Regions from separate parts of the Ovis aries genome. Here region 2 is linked to region 1. Evidence: chromatin contacts called from public Hi-C data. All regions are on one chromosome and are shown on one strand. Each heading gives the region's core, a stretch centred on a gene start, on an enhancer-like site or on the middle of the called end of the contact. The rest is flanking DNA. Distances are from core to core; before and after follow the strand shown.

Region 1 (6,842 bases), core at 3,359-5,858:
CACTTCCATTGGATCACTGGAATTTTATGTTTCATGCCATATACGCCCCCACCCCCCAACCCCCCGCCAGTCCTGGGCTCTAGCTGTGCCAGTTCAGCTGTTGCCCTTCTCCTTACCCAGGTCTGAGTCTTCATTCAGACTCTAGCCAGGCAACCAATCATCATACAGTCACACTCTACTCTGGGCAGCCACATCTTACATTCTAGAACAGGTATGTCTAACATAAACATTAAATTTCCTAGTAGCTACATTTAAGAGGTAAAAATAAAAAGTGAAATTGTTTTAATGTTTTATTTAACCTAACGCATCCAAAATATTTCAACCTGAATATAAAAACACTGAGTTTACGGTTAACATGAGATATTTTAATATGATTTTTATGTTAAATCTTTGAAATTCAGTACATTTTTACACTTATAGTGCATCCCAGTTCCAGTCAGTCACACTTCAAGTGCTCAGTCGCCACCTGGGGCTAGTGGCTACCAATGTCAGACAGTGTAACTCAAATTCTGCCCAGACTGAGTGTACTTGCTGAGGCACTACTATATATTCCTCTAGATCTCTGTAGAAATTGAGAAGAAATGATTAAATTATTCTAGGGGAAAACATGGGTGGTAGGTTTAAAGAATAACTCGTCCAATGTGAAAAAGGATGATGGACCCCTGGACAGTTGTCTTCAATTAAAAAAAATATAAACTGATAGGCAATATGATGTGTTTGAAAGTGTTGAGAGTTTGGGATAAATTGGGAAAAGAGGCAATGGCTAACTTCAATCAAAAACAGTAAACGAAATTATGTTATGCTAATTGGATCAACTATGAATAAATATGGAGAAGGCAATGGCACCCCACTCCAGTACTCTTGCCTGGAAAATCCCATGGATGGAGGAGCATGGTGGGCTGCAGTCCATGGGGTTGCTGAGGGTCGGACACGACTGAGCGACTTGACTTTCACTTTTCACTTCCATGCATCGGAGAAGGAAATGGCAACCCACTCCAGTGTTCTTGCCTGGAGAATCCCAGGGATGGGGGAGCCTGGTGGGCTGCCATCTCTGGAGTCATACAGAGTCGGACACGACTGAAGTGACTTAGCAGCATGAATAAATATGTACAGTCATAATAATATAAGGAATTATTTTACCTAAGTAAGATAACATAGATATTGATATATTGAGGCATGATGGAGGATGAAGAAATAATACATTTATGAGAGGGCATTGGAGTGTAAATACATAGCTTATTTCCTACATCAAGAAACAAAATAATAGTCCAAAACTAGTAGTATAAGGATGCTATTAAGAAACAGAGATAAATCCCAAAAGAGCATTAGAAAAGATAGGGTTACCTCTGGGGAGTAGAAATTCAGCATGCAGAGGGCTGGGGTAGGGTCAGCTGTGCAGTACCATGTGATTTTTTAAAATGTACTATATTGGGAACTTCCCTGGTTGACCAGTGGTTAGGACTTTGTGCTTCCACTGCAGGGGGCATAGGATGGATCCCTGGTCAAAGTTCTGCATGGCCAAAAAATTAATGTACTATATTGGTAAAAATAAAAATGAATACAAGTAATACAGTGTTTCATTTATTTGAAAATACTAGTAGTCAGAAAGGAGGAACTATTTCCCTCAGGTATTGTTAAGATGTAAGATACTGGGGAAACCAGGAATACTGATTTAGCACCCTTCTCAAAGAACCTTTAAAACTTCTCCTTGCTTTGGTACTAAATCTTGTGTTGCTGTGTTATTATTTCAGACCCCAGTAACTTGTCAACTGTTGCTGATAACAGCATCTCTAGGAACAGATATAATTCTGGCCTCATATATTGTTACAGTGGTGGGAGCCAGCAGATGACAGCATGGTATACCTATGTGGCTTTACACATGGCAGCCAGCAGACAACCTCACTAAAGGGGGCTTAAGTAGGAGGCAGCACCCTGGTGATGCACATGGTAAAGGAGAGGGCTCATGTAAGACATTCCCAGGGTATGCTCAGAACCTCTGGGGGTGTGTGTGTGTCCGGCTGTAACCACTGGAGACAGTCCATGGAAACCATCATTACTGACTCTGCATGACTCTTTGTTCTCCTGTGCTGCCACGGCCTGGGAGAGTGCTGAATAGATCAGAAAGGGTGAGGTGCAGAAATAAGACTGAGGCGGCCAGAGAGCTATGTGAGCCCTGGAGGGGAAAGGGGTGGGGGACTGCAGACAGAGCTAGCCAAACCTTGGTCCCAGATCCATAAATCATCATGTCTGCTTCCTAACCTTCTGACTTCCACACTTAAATAGAGAAGACTTTTCTTACTCTTCTGACCATCCCCCACCAGGGCATTTTTTCGGTTTTACAAAGTGAGAGGGCCCATGCCTGGTAGGAAGGTGAACCTGGACTTTTCACTCCTTAAATGGATTACAGTAAGGAAACCTAGTCACACGGAAGCAGGAAAGACAGGAAAGAGTGCGTACTCACTGAGGCCAGTCTTGTCTGTAAACAGAACAACCCTGATGTGACTTGAAGGTCTAGGAAGATCCTAGGTCAGAAATCTCCCTCTCCTACGTCCCATGGGTTGCAAAGAGTCAGACACAAATGAGTGACTGAACTGACTGACCTACTATGGTGCCCAGATCCCACATGCACTTCTTAGGGTATCTCAGCATCGTCCTCTCATGGTCACAAAGGAAGCAGGGATTCAAGTACTGTCGGTACCTGGTTCTTAGAGACTGACCAGAGGAGCCTCTTCTATTTTTCCCTTTTCCAGGTCCCCACAAACATTTATTGGTTTTTACTCTATCCCAATCTCCAGGTACGCTGCACTCCATGGGGTCGATAAGAGTCAGGCACGACTGAGCGACTTCACTTTCACTTTCATGCATTGGAGAAGGAAATGGCAACCCACTCCAGTGTTCTTGCCTGGAGAATCCCAGGGACAGGGGAGCCTGGTGGGCTGCCATCTATGGGGTCACATAGAGTCGGACACGACTGAAGCGACTTAGCAGCAGCAGCAGCAGTCTCTAGGTACAAAGATAATGAAAACCCTTGCCCTCAAAGACTGCCAAGTTTGGGTGGAGGTTGGGAGTTCAGAGGCAGATATGAAAACATAATTTTTTTGTAACGGATTAGATTAGGAAACAAATCTGCACAAATACAGATGGAAATGCAGGTAAGTTAGGGAAGCTTTTCTAGTTGAGAAGACCTCTGACCTAAGGGGAAAGCAGGAGTTATCTAGGTATGAGTAGGGCAGAATGAGAACCAACTCCTCCACTTCCATTGGATCACTGGAATTTTATGTTTCATGCCATATACGCCCCCACCCCCCAACCCCCGCCAGTCCTGGGCTCTAGCTGTGCCAGTTCAGCTGTTGCCCTTCTCCTTACCCAGGTCTGAGTCTTCATTCAGACTCTAGCCAGGCAACCAATCATCATACAGTCACACTCTACTCTGGGCAGCCACATCTTACATTCTAGAACAGGTATGTCTAACATAAACATTAAATTTCCTAGTAGCTACATTTAAGAGGTAAAAATAAAAAGTGAAATTGTTTTAATGTTTTATTTAACCTAACGCATCCAAAATATTTCAACCTGAATATAAAAACACTGAGTTTACGGTTAACATGAGATATTTTAATATGATTTTTATGTTAAATCTTTGAAATTCAGTACATTTTTACACTTATAGTGCATCCCAGTTCCAGTCAGTCACACTTCAAGTGCTCAGTCGCCACCTGGGGCTAGTGGCTACCAATGTCAGACAGTGTAACTCAAATTCTGCCCAGACTGAGTGTACTTGCTGAGGCACTACTATATATTCCTCTAGATCTCTGTGCCCCCAATCAGGGCCCTGAGAACAAATTTGAAGGGAAGGCCTCTGAGGTTTTAGCCAAAGAGTAAAAGCACTCCTTCAGATCCAGACCTGGACAGCTATCCCTAAACTGATCCCAAACTTGCTGATGAGACAGCTTTTAGCAATCACGAATCCACAAGTGCATTAAGGTCAGACACATTTGACACTGGCCAGTAGGATACCCACTAAGAAAATCTGACAAGGAAACTGACAGGGCAGCCTGGAGGGGCCTGTGAAAGGTCATCTAGTGCTGCCGTTTGGGACTGAAAGGGTCTAAAAATACCTGGCATAATATCAGACACCTTCTTGTGTTAGTCTAGCAGCAACAAGAATCACACGTGAGAAAAATACTGAGAAAATTCTATCTATTAAGGCATTTCCACAAACTAGGAAAAGACCACTTTAAAGTTTTGCTTAGAGGAAGAAACACGGGTATTCCATGAAAGCAAAATTTGAAACCCACATATGAGAGTTCAATCCCCTCATATTAAGCCCAGAAAAAGGAAGTGTTTGGACCAAAATCTTTACTATGCCCTTTCCACTACTAACTGAAAAATATTTTAATTGGAGAGACTGTACCATCTCCAGGGTTCTTCCAAATTATCCTTCAGGATGACCCGCTCTGGGATAGATCATCAGCGGTCCCCAGTTTTGAGTTAGGAGCCAGCAGCCCTGAACAGGATTGTAGCACCGTGATCCCCCATCTTCTGAAATCTTGAGCGGAGGCGGCTTCTAGGGAGATTCTTTCGCCAACTCTACAACTTCCGGAGCCTGGCCTGGCCCGGCCCGGCCCAGCCCCTCTGCTGTGGCCCAGTTCCTGGCGGCAGGCCGGGCCTAACCGGTCAGCCCCCAGCGGAAGGGCAGCGAGGAGCCCCAGACGGAGGCCACACACACGAAGGCAGCCCACAGATTGTTAGCAGCCTCCCCGGGAACGGTTTCCGGGAGGCGAGTGGGCCGCAGGTCAGTACCAAAGTGCCAGAGAGGACCCCTCGACCCTCTAACTGCGAGTGGGCTTCCGGGGAAGGGATGGCTCTGTCGGTATCATACCTGTTCCCAAGCTTAGCACCCACCCCGCCTGCGCCGGCCGGGACGGGCCGCCTCTCAGCAATTCCTGAGGCTGGGGCTCACTCCGTCCTCCTAAGGCTGCCAACGAACGGCTCCGGCCTCGCAGGGGTCGCTCTGGTGAACCCCGGACTTGCTAGAGGATCTGACAGCCCGGGCTTTCTGCGGGGGCTGGGCGGGAGAGGCTTGCCTCCCTGGATGGAAGGACCTCCCAGCTCACTGGCGGTCCGCGGCCCGGCTGCTTCTGTGCCGGGGAAAGACATCCTAGAGCCTCGAAGCTCCGCCGAGCGCAGGTTGTCCCCGCGACAGGCCGCCTAAGCTTCTAGGGCACGGCGGAGCCTCGCGGCCTCCGCACCGGGAACCGTTTCCGGGTCGAATGCTTTTTGTAGCTGACCCGGCGCGGCCCGTGACGCAAGGGCCCAGACGGAAGTGCGGGCGGAGGAGCCCGAGCCGGAGCCCGGCCCGGAGCTGGTCCCGGGGGCTCCGGCTGTGGCGACTGCTGGGCCTGGCTGCGATGGCGACCCTGTGGGCCGGCCTCCTTCGTCTCGCCTCCATGCTCAGCCTGTCCTGCCTGGCGCTCTCGGTGCTGCTGCTGGTGCAGCTGTCAGACGCCGCCAAGGTGAGTCCCGCCCAGCCTTCGCTTCCGACCGGCGCTCCTCCTCTACCTCCGGCCTTGTCCACCTGAGCCCCACCCCAGTCCTCTGCCAGCCCTGCCAGCCCGATCCCTAGCGTCACAGCCCTGGCAGACCCCCGCCCGGAACCCTCCGGACCGCCGGATGGCACTCCCGCCCCCCATCCCTGACAGCCGGACAGCCCCCGCCCCCACCCCCTCCCACCCCGGGCGCTGACACCCTACCCCGCCCCACCTGGTCCAGACGGGCCCGGACAGCATGTCTGGCCCCTTAAATTTCCCTTCCCAGCCCTGACAGGACCCACTTCCAACTTTACAGCCTTTCCAACTCTGAGAGCTTTTAACTTGAGCTTTACACTTAAGCTCTGACAGTCTACCGTCACCCTTCACCAGCCTCACGGACCACCCTGCGAAATTCCCCAAGCCCATATAGGAAGGCCCAGCTCACAGGCGCCTTACCTCTTAGGAACTAACTCCTCTCAACTCATCTCTTAACAGATTCCCTTCCCACTGTAGGAACTTGCCTCTCCTGGCAGCCTTCCTTCTCAATAGGAAGGACCTACAGAGTCTCTCCAATACTTTGGCCACCTCATGCGAAGAGTTGACTCATTGGAAAAGACTCTGATGCTGGGAGGGATTGGGGGCAGGAGGAGAAGGGGACGACAGAAGATGAGATGGCTGGATGGCATCACCTACTCGATGGACAAGAGTTTGGGTGAACTCCAGGAGTTGGTGATGGACAGGGAGGCCTGGCTGCGATTCATGCAGTCGCAAAGAGTCGGACACGACTGAGCTGAGCGACTGAACTGAATTGAACAGAGTCTATCACCGGCCTCATATCCTCACCTCACTCCCTCCAGGATCTCCTAGCCCCTTTGTTGCCTTCTCTTTTCTTGTTGATTTAGTGGGTAAGGGAGGATCCAAACTATAGGAGAGGTGAAGTTGTGGCCTTCTGCCCTGCTCCATTTCTTGGCTCTTCTCATCCCCTTGATTTCTGATGCTCATAGCAGTAAGCGGCAGCTTGCAGCAAGCAGCAGCCGCGGTGGCTGGAAGCCAGATCTTAGTTTCCCAGATGGGGAGTCCTAAGCACTGGACCACAGGAGCCAACACTTAGGGCTAGAGTCCCTAGTCTTACCTGCCTAGTCAAGAATGAAAGCAGGCAAGGAGGCAGAAGGTAAAGAGTATAAAAAGTTTTGAAAAGAAAAGTACATGCGAAAAGGCTCATGGGCAACCTCAGAGAGAGTCGTGCTTTGGGGAAGTTTAAATCCTTTATAAAGGGGCAGTTTTCCCGGTCTTCCTCTTCCCTCAGGCCAG
Region 2 (6,655 bases), core at 3,407-5,906, 110 kb after region 1:
TGTGAATTTGAGATTCCAGAAATTAGCCCATGTATAGTCTCTCCAAGAGACAAATAGATATTCCAAGAGACTGGATCAACGTACTTGAGTCTTTTGTGTCCTGGGGATCTGAACTTTGAGCTTCATGTTGAGGATTGTGAGCTGAGTGGAGATGGACGAGGGCTGGAAAGCTGGCGCGTGGAAGGAAAGCGTGCTCAATCCAGCATTAAGAGGTCCAGTAGCCACTTCACCACAGGGTGGTGGGATCTAGGGTCACTATAGACTGTACCCACACTTTCCTAGTTCAGAGCCTTGGGGTTAGAGGGATGGGTAGGAAATGGGTCAGAGGCAGGTGGGATTAGAGCAGGAGTAAGGACCTTTATGGCAGAAAGTGAAGAGGAACTAAAAAGTCTCTTGATGAAAGTGAAAGAGGAGAGTGAAAAAGTTGGCTTAAAGCTCAACATTCAGAAAACTAAGATCATGGCATCTGGTCCCATCACTTCATGGGAAACAGATGGAGAAACAGTGGAAACAGTGTCAGACTTTATTTTTGGGGGCTCCAAAATCACTGCAGATGGTGATTGCATCCATGAAATTAAAAGACACTTACTCCTTGGAAGGAAAGTTATGACCAACCTAGATAGCATATTCAAAAGCAGAGACATTACTTTGCCAACAAAGGTCCATCTAGTCAAGGCTATGGTTTTTCCTGTGGTCATGTATGGATGTTGGACTGTGAAGAAAGCTGAGTGCCAAAGAATTGATGCTTTTGAACTGTGATGTTGGAGAAGACTCTTGAGAGTCCCTTGGACTGCAAGGAGATCCAACCAGTCCATCCTAAAGGAGATCAGTCCTGGGTGTTCATTGGAAGGACTGATGTTGAAGCTGAAACTCCAGTACTTTGGCCACCTCATGTGAAGAGTTGACTCATTGGAAAAGACTCTGATGCTGGGAGGGATTGGGGGCAGGAGGAGAAGGGGACGACAGAGGATGAGATGGCTGGATGGCATCACCGACTCAATGGACATGAGTTTGAGTGAACTCTGGGAGTTGATGATGGACAGGGAGGCCTGGCATACTGTGATTCATGGGGTCGCAAAGAGTCGGACATAACTGAGTGACTGAACTGAACTGAACTGAAGGACCTAGAAGAATTTCTTTACATAAAATTCAGGACTTGAGCAAAGAATGGATATTTCTGTTTCTCCAGGAAGGCTGTGAAGCAAAGTATGTGCAGCAGTGGCTAGCACACGAGATGTCCTGCCAGCTATGGTTCTTGAGCAGAGGAGGGCTGGGGTTGCCATCTGGAGGGAGACATTTGTTTTGTCAATTCAAAGCCCTGGTAGACCTCATGAACAGGCTGCTTGGTTGGCAGTAAGCAGATTGCCTTCCAAGAGAACTTAGATATTGCCAGTTCTTCTGCTTTGTAAAGGCTGCTTTGTCTCAGACTGATGGCTAGGAGTGAGTCCCTGGCAGAGCTGCAGTTTTCCTCAAAGCACTTCCCGGGCCCTTTCCTAATTTCCCCATCTGATGTTTGGTGTCTTTCTTCTCTCTCCAGCTCTTTTTAGGGAGGAAGCCTGAATATCCCATCTTTCCCTCCAGGAAAGGTCGCCTTTTGTTGTTGGTGGTCTTCTGTCTGATCCCAGACAGATGACTCTGCTAAAAGGATTAGATGAAGACTTTGTAGCCCCTGAAACAAGAAATCTTTCTGCTGCTTTGGACTCATTCAGGATCAAGGGGACTGGGTGACTAGGATAGAACCACAGGTCTGGGTGACTGCGAGAGAACAATACAATAGGACATTGACACTAGAAGGGCCCACTGGAGAACCGCTAGTTCAACAGCCCAACAGCCATCTCACTATCTGCAGGAAAAGGCAGCGGTCCTATGGGGCACAAGGACTTGCTCATGATCTCGCCGCCCTGTAACCGGGACCTGATGACTCTCTCTGCTCCTGGATTTTTAGTTTTTCCCTTCTTAATCACATTGCCACTCAGAGTTAGAAAAGGATAATTGTAAAGTCCTAAAGAGCTCTTGTGGAAACCTGCCTACTCACATGGCAGCCAGAGCCCAGTGTTGGAGAATGGGTAGGACGCATGGGTGGAACGGGGTGTCCTCGGCGGACATGCTGCTGGAGCTGTCTGGTGGGCATTGGGAGCTAGGCTCCCTAGAGGCATCTGAAGTTATACTGCATCTCTTAGGCATTCTAGGATCCAACTAGTAATGTTGAGATAGTTTAGTTGCCAAGTCGTGTCCGGCTCTTTTGTGACCCTGTGGATTATAGCCCACCAGGTTCCTCTGTCCATGGGACTTCCTAGGCAAGAATAGTGGAGTGGGTTGCCATTCTCTTCTCCAGGGGATCTTCCCAACACAGTGATCGAACCCATGTCTCCTGCATTGGCAGGCAGATTCTTTACTACTGAGCCTCCAAGGAAAACCAATATTGAGATAACAGCAGCTTTCTTTTCTTGAATTCCGATGCTCCCAAAGTAAAGAGTGACTTTAAAAGATTTATTCTGCTCCTGTATTTTCACATTTGGCATTTCAGTTTATAAAGGGACAAGAATAGAATCTCATCTCTTATATATATATATATATATATATATATATATACATATTTATTTATTTATTTTATTTTATTTTTTTCCCTCCTCTCGAATTCTTCTCTCAAATTCTTTCATCTTATCGAGGGGATAGCTGTTTCTTCTTCTTCTTTTTTTTTTTTTCTAAGCATCTTTTTAAATGATTTATTTGACACTTTAATTCATTGCCTACTCTGAATGAAATATGAAAGTGGGTAGATTTCAAGGGGCTCACGACTGGGGGAGACAGGAGTGCAAGTAACAGTGATAAAATTATATAAATACCATGATAAAGGCATCTTCAGACTGCTGTGGGCTTGCAGAGTAGACATAGACAAACAGATCCTGCCAGGAGATCAAGAACTGTTTCACAGAGGAGGTAGTAACTGAGTTGGGCCTTGAAAGTAGTTGGGCAATGAGAGGCACTCAGAAAAAAGGTAACAGTGTGAGCAGTCGGGGGAGGAAGAGAAAAAAAGTGCAGTTTCAGAGCAGCAGGCAGTGTGCTGCGCTTGTGCCTATCCTGGAGTGGTAGTGGTAGGGGAATATGGCAGATGAAGCCAAAGGGAGCTCAAATTTTGGTGGTGACGTCTGTCATGGGAGGGGTTTGGACTTAGTCACACCGCTGTTGCTGTTAGTTGGGTCTTAATTATTTTTCCCCCAGAGAGTAGTTTTCAGTTTCTTTTTAGTAATGGAAAAACATTTATTTTTTTCAAAACAGTATTTATACCCATCTCCAAATTATATAAAACATAGGATGGCATTTTTAAGTAAATGTGTATTTTCAGTAAGCATAGTGACCTGCACAGTGGAGGTGAGAGAAAGCATTTTTGTGCTTGAATGGAGCTGACCCTAGAGAACCTTCTCATCTGTGGGCACTGGGCAATTCCTGAATCCTGCACGGTTTGGCAGTGACTGTGCTGGTGGAGTGCCTGTGAGTGGGCTCTCTGGGAATGGGAAAGACTGTAAAACCCTGGAGTGCGTCCCCAGAAGAGTGACCTTACGAGAGAAGTTCTGGGAAACAAACCGCAGGGAGACTTTACAGGAATTTTTGGTTGAGCCCACAGGCAAGGCACATGAGGAAAAGAGATGTAATTATAGTTTGTAAGTCTATGAAAAGATGCAATGAGTGACATGAAATAGCCGTTCTAAGTTTCTTCTTCCTGTTGGACAGGAAGGAATGGGGGTTTGTGCATTCATGCAGCAGATTTTTACTGCGTGCCAGCTGTAAGCTGGGCCCTATACTACATGCAGAGAATAAGGTGGCTAGCAAAGCATTCAAGGTTCCTGTTCCTAAGGAACCTGGGGGGAAGCACATTATGGCACAAGGGAGCAATTACAGATTATGGTGAGTGCCATGGAGGGTAAGTCCTCATTCAGACTGGAGGGTCGCAGACTTCTCTTAGGAAGTGAGAGGCAAGTTGAGCTGAGTAAGATTCAGCCAGGCAAAGACTATGGCGTAGGGGAGCATCTAAGGCAAAGGGGAACAGCCTGGAGAAACTCTGACACTTTAGGGAACTAAAAGGCCCACAGAGCTGGCACCCAGAGGGGGAGGGCAGGAGAGGAGGCTGGAGAAGAGTCATACAGGGCCTTAGAGGGACATGGGAAGATTTTTGATTTTACCCTGAATGTTGGGGAGCGACTGGATTGTGTTAAGCAGGAAATGACATGATCTAGTGTAAAAGGGTGATTGAGACACCTCCGTGGAGAATGGAGCTGTGAGGGTAAGAGTGAAAGCTGGGGCGGGCAGGAGGTTTTCGTCGCAGTTAAGGGGAGAGATTGGGGTGGCAATGAGGTGCAGAAAAATGGACAGATGAAAGATACATCTAGGAAGTAGCATTGTTTGGAGTCGGTAAGTGGATTGGCTGCAGACCAGAAAGAAGTAGGGATGCACAAAGGTACCTCCTTGTCAGTACAAGTCTGCATGGGGACTCCCAGCAGACCACACAGGTTACAGGTTCCTGTCTTTCCGGAAAGGTCAGGTAGGATTGGTCTGAATTCAGCCTTGCAGAGGCAGCAGGATTCAGCTGACCTCTTGCTCTGCCCAGTTCAAGGAACTTACACACAATAGCAGCACCCAGCAGAGATTGCGGTTCTCCCAGTAGTGGGCACTTACTGTGTCCCTGTCTGGGCCCCTCTCCCTCCGACCCAGGACAAGGCCCTAAGGAACCACTATAACCCCTGTGTGCCACTAGGGGGAGCATGGCCTGCATTCTGTGTCAGGTCTGGTCTGGAGGCTTTTTGAAGTTTGCATTACTTTAGAGAAGAGACTGACTCGTATCAGCTTTAGTAATCCGCCCTGACCCTTCATGCTCCTTAGAGGAATGCCTGGTATATGGTATTTGTTGTTTAGTCGCTAAGTCGTGTCTGACTCTTTGCCACCTCATGGACTGTAGCCCACCAGGCTCCTCTGTCCATGGGATTTCCCAGGCAAGAATACTGGAGTGGGTTGCCATTTCCTTCTCCAGGGGATCTTCCTGACTCAGAGATCAAACCCAAGTCTCCTGCATTGCAGGTGGATTGTTTACTGCTGAGCCACCAAGGAAGCCCACTCAACTCAACTCATGAGTTGGTATCATAACTGTGATTAGTGTCTTATTGTAGAAATGAATGGGTATTGCCTCTTGTTTCTCAGTATGGAGACTGGGCAGGTGGAATGTGCATTTTAGGGATCAGGAGAAGAGCAGAGGACTGCCTGTTGGGAACGGGACAAGGGAGAAGGTGAGTGATTTGATGGTGTTGCCCTTGCCCTTTCATCCTGTCCTTCACGGATGGGGGACGCTAGGGCCTTTGAGGAATTCCTGAGTTGGTACTTGGGGTGGGGTGTTGGATTGGGTATTTCTAGTGGCTGGTTGAGTGTGCCCTCTTTGACACTCTGGTTGCTCCACTGATGCAGCAGTGTCCCCCACTTAGGGTTGGTGCCACCCTGTTATTTCCTGCTGGATTTTGTGATGCTCCTCCTACCTTATCTCCTGCGTATATTTACCTTTTAAACTAGAGTGAATTAAAATCTTGTTTTAAGAAATTTGCTATAATACTGAAGGTTAGTCAAAAACACAAAGATTCTGCAAGGGGTCTCTGCATTAAAGATTCCATCAGGAAAAAGTATGGGACTTCCTTGGTGGTTTAGATGGTGAAGAGTTTGCCTGGAATACAGGAGACCCAGGCTCGATCCCCGGTTTGGGAAGATCCCCTGGAGAAGGAAATGGCAACCCACTCTAGTATTCTTGCCTGGAGAATCCCATGGACGGAGGAGCCTGGCAAGTTACAGCCCATGGGGTCACAAAGAGTCGGACATGACTGAGCAGCTAACACATATTGAAAAGTATCTTCCTTGAGCCTCTGTGTCCTTTTCTAGGGGCCATGTCTACTGCCCCAGGTTTTTGTCTGTGATGAAGAGCAGCTGAGATGAATGAAATTCTCAGCTCAGTGCCTGATTTAAGGAGAATGCTTTCACACACATCTTTTCATGCTTATCCCAGACCTGTCACTTGCTCAGGGGATGGGTTTTATGGGTAAAAGCTGGAAGGCTTGGTGACTTCCCAAGGGCATATGGCTGTCACAGAGCCCAGCACTGCCTGGTCTTCTGACCCTGGCTTTGTCTGGTGCCCTTGGAACTGCTCTACTTAGTACAGGAAAGAGAGCTGAAAGGCTTGGGTATTATTTCTAGATCAGCTGTCTTCTGGTTCTGTGACCTGGGGCAAGTTATTTAACCTCTCTTTTAGATTTTTTTTAAAAATCTGTTAAATTAGTATGATAACAGGAATCCTAACTCGGGGTCTATTGGGTTTGAGAGATGAGCCAAGATTGGGAGAGTTTTTTTGAAAATTGTAAGGTGATGTATAGCTGTAGGGCAGGACTTTTTTTCTCTAATCTGTGCACCAGTATGTTTCACATCTCGTAGAGGCTATCTCAGAGCCTTCAAGGCTGAAAGGATGGTAATTGAGCCTGTCTTATCATGACTCAGAAGGAGTCTTTATCTTCCCCAGGGAATCCAGCCTTGATCTCATGACTGGCTGTCAAAAAAGTTGTTAGTTTGTAAGATCAGATGGCAGTGGACTTTAGAGGAAAGTACCAGGCTAGGGGGCAGCAGATTG

Evidence for each region. Hi-C and Micro-C count contacts between places; a contact is called where the count stands out from the background.
Region 2: a Hi-C map of mesenteric adipose tissue shows a contact between it and region 1, with 2.4 times the contacts expected there. The contact joins the enhancer-like site here to the promoter of TMEM9B in region 1. A contact is called at or near these places in 2 of 16 Hi-C or Micro-C datasets (mesenteric adipose tissue and tail adipose tissue).

Annotation. Positions count from the first base shown.
Region 1 is chr15:43,332,962-43,339,803 of ARS-UI_Ramb_v3.0, forward strand. TMEM9B (TMEM9 domain family member B) reads left to right here and starts at 4,609. Exons shown (of 5, transcript XM_060399934.1): 1 at 4,609-4,795.
Region 2 is chr15:43,447,230-43,453,884 of ARS-UI_Ramb_v3.0, forward strand. All of the region lies in intron 1 of DENND2B (DENN domain containing 2B), which reads left to right. Among named protein-coding and RNA genes, the nearest start is that of DENND2B, 41 kb to the left of the region's middle. Within about 2 kb of position 4,657, at least 12 of the 54 cell types and tissues checked have an H3K27ac peak or open chromatin away from gene starts, as enhancers often do.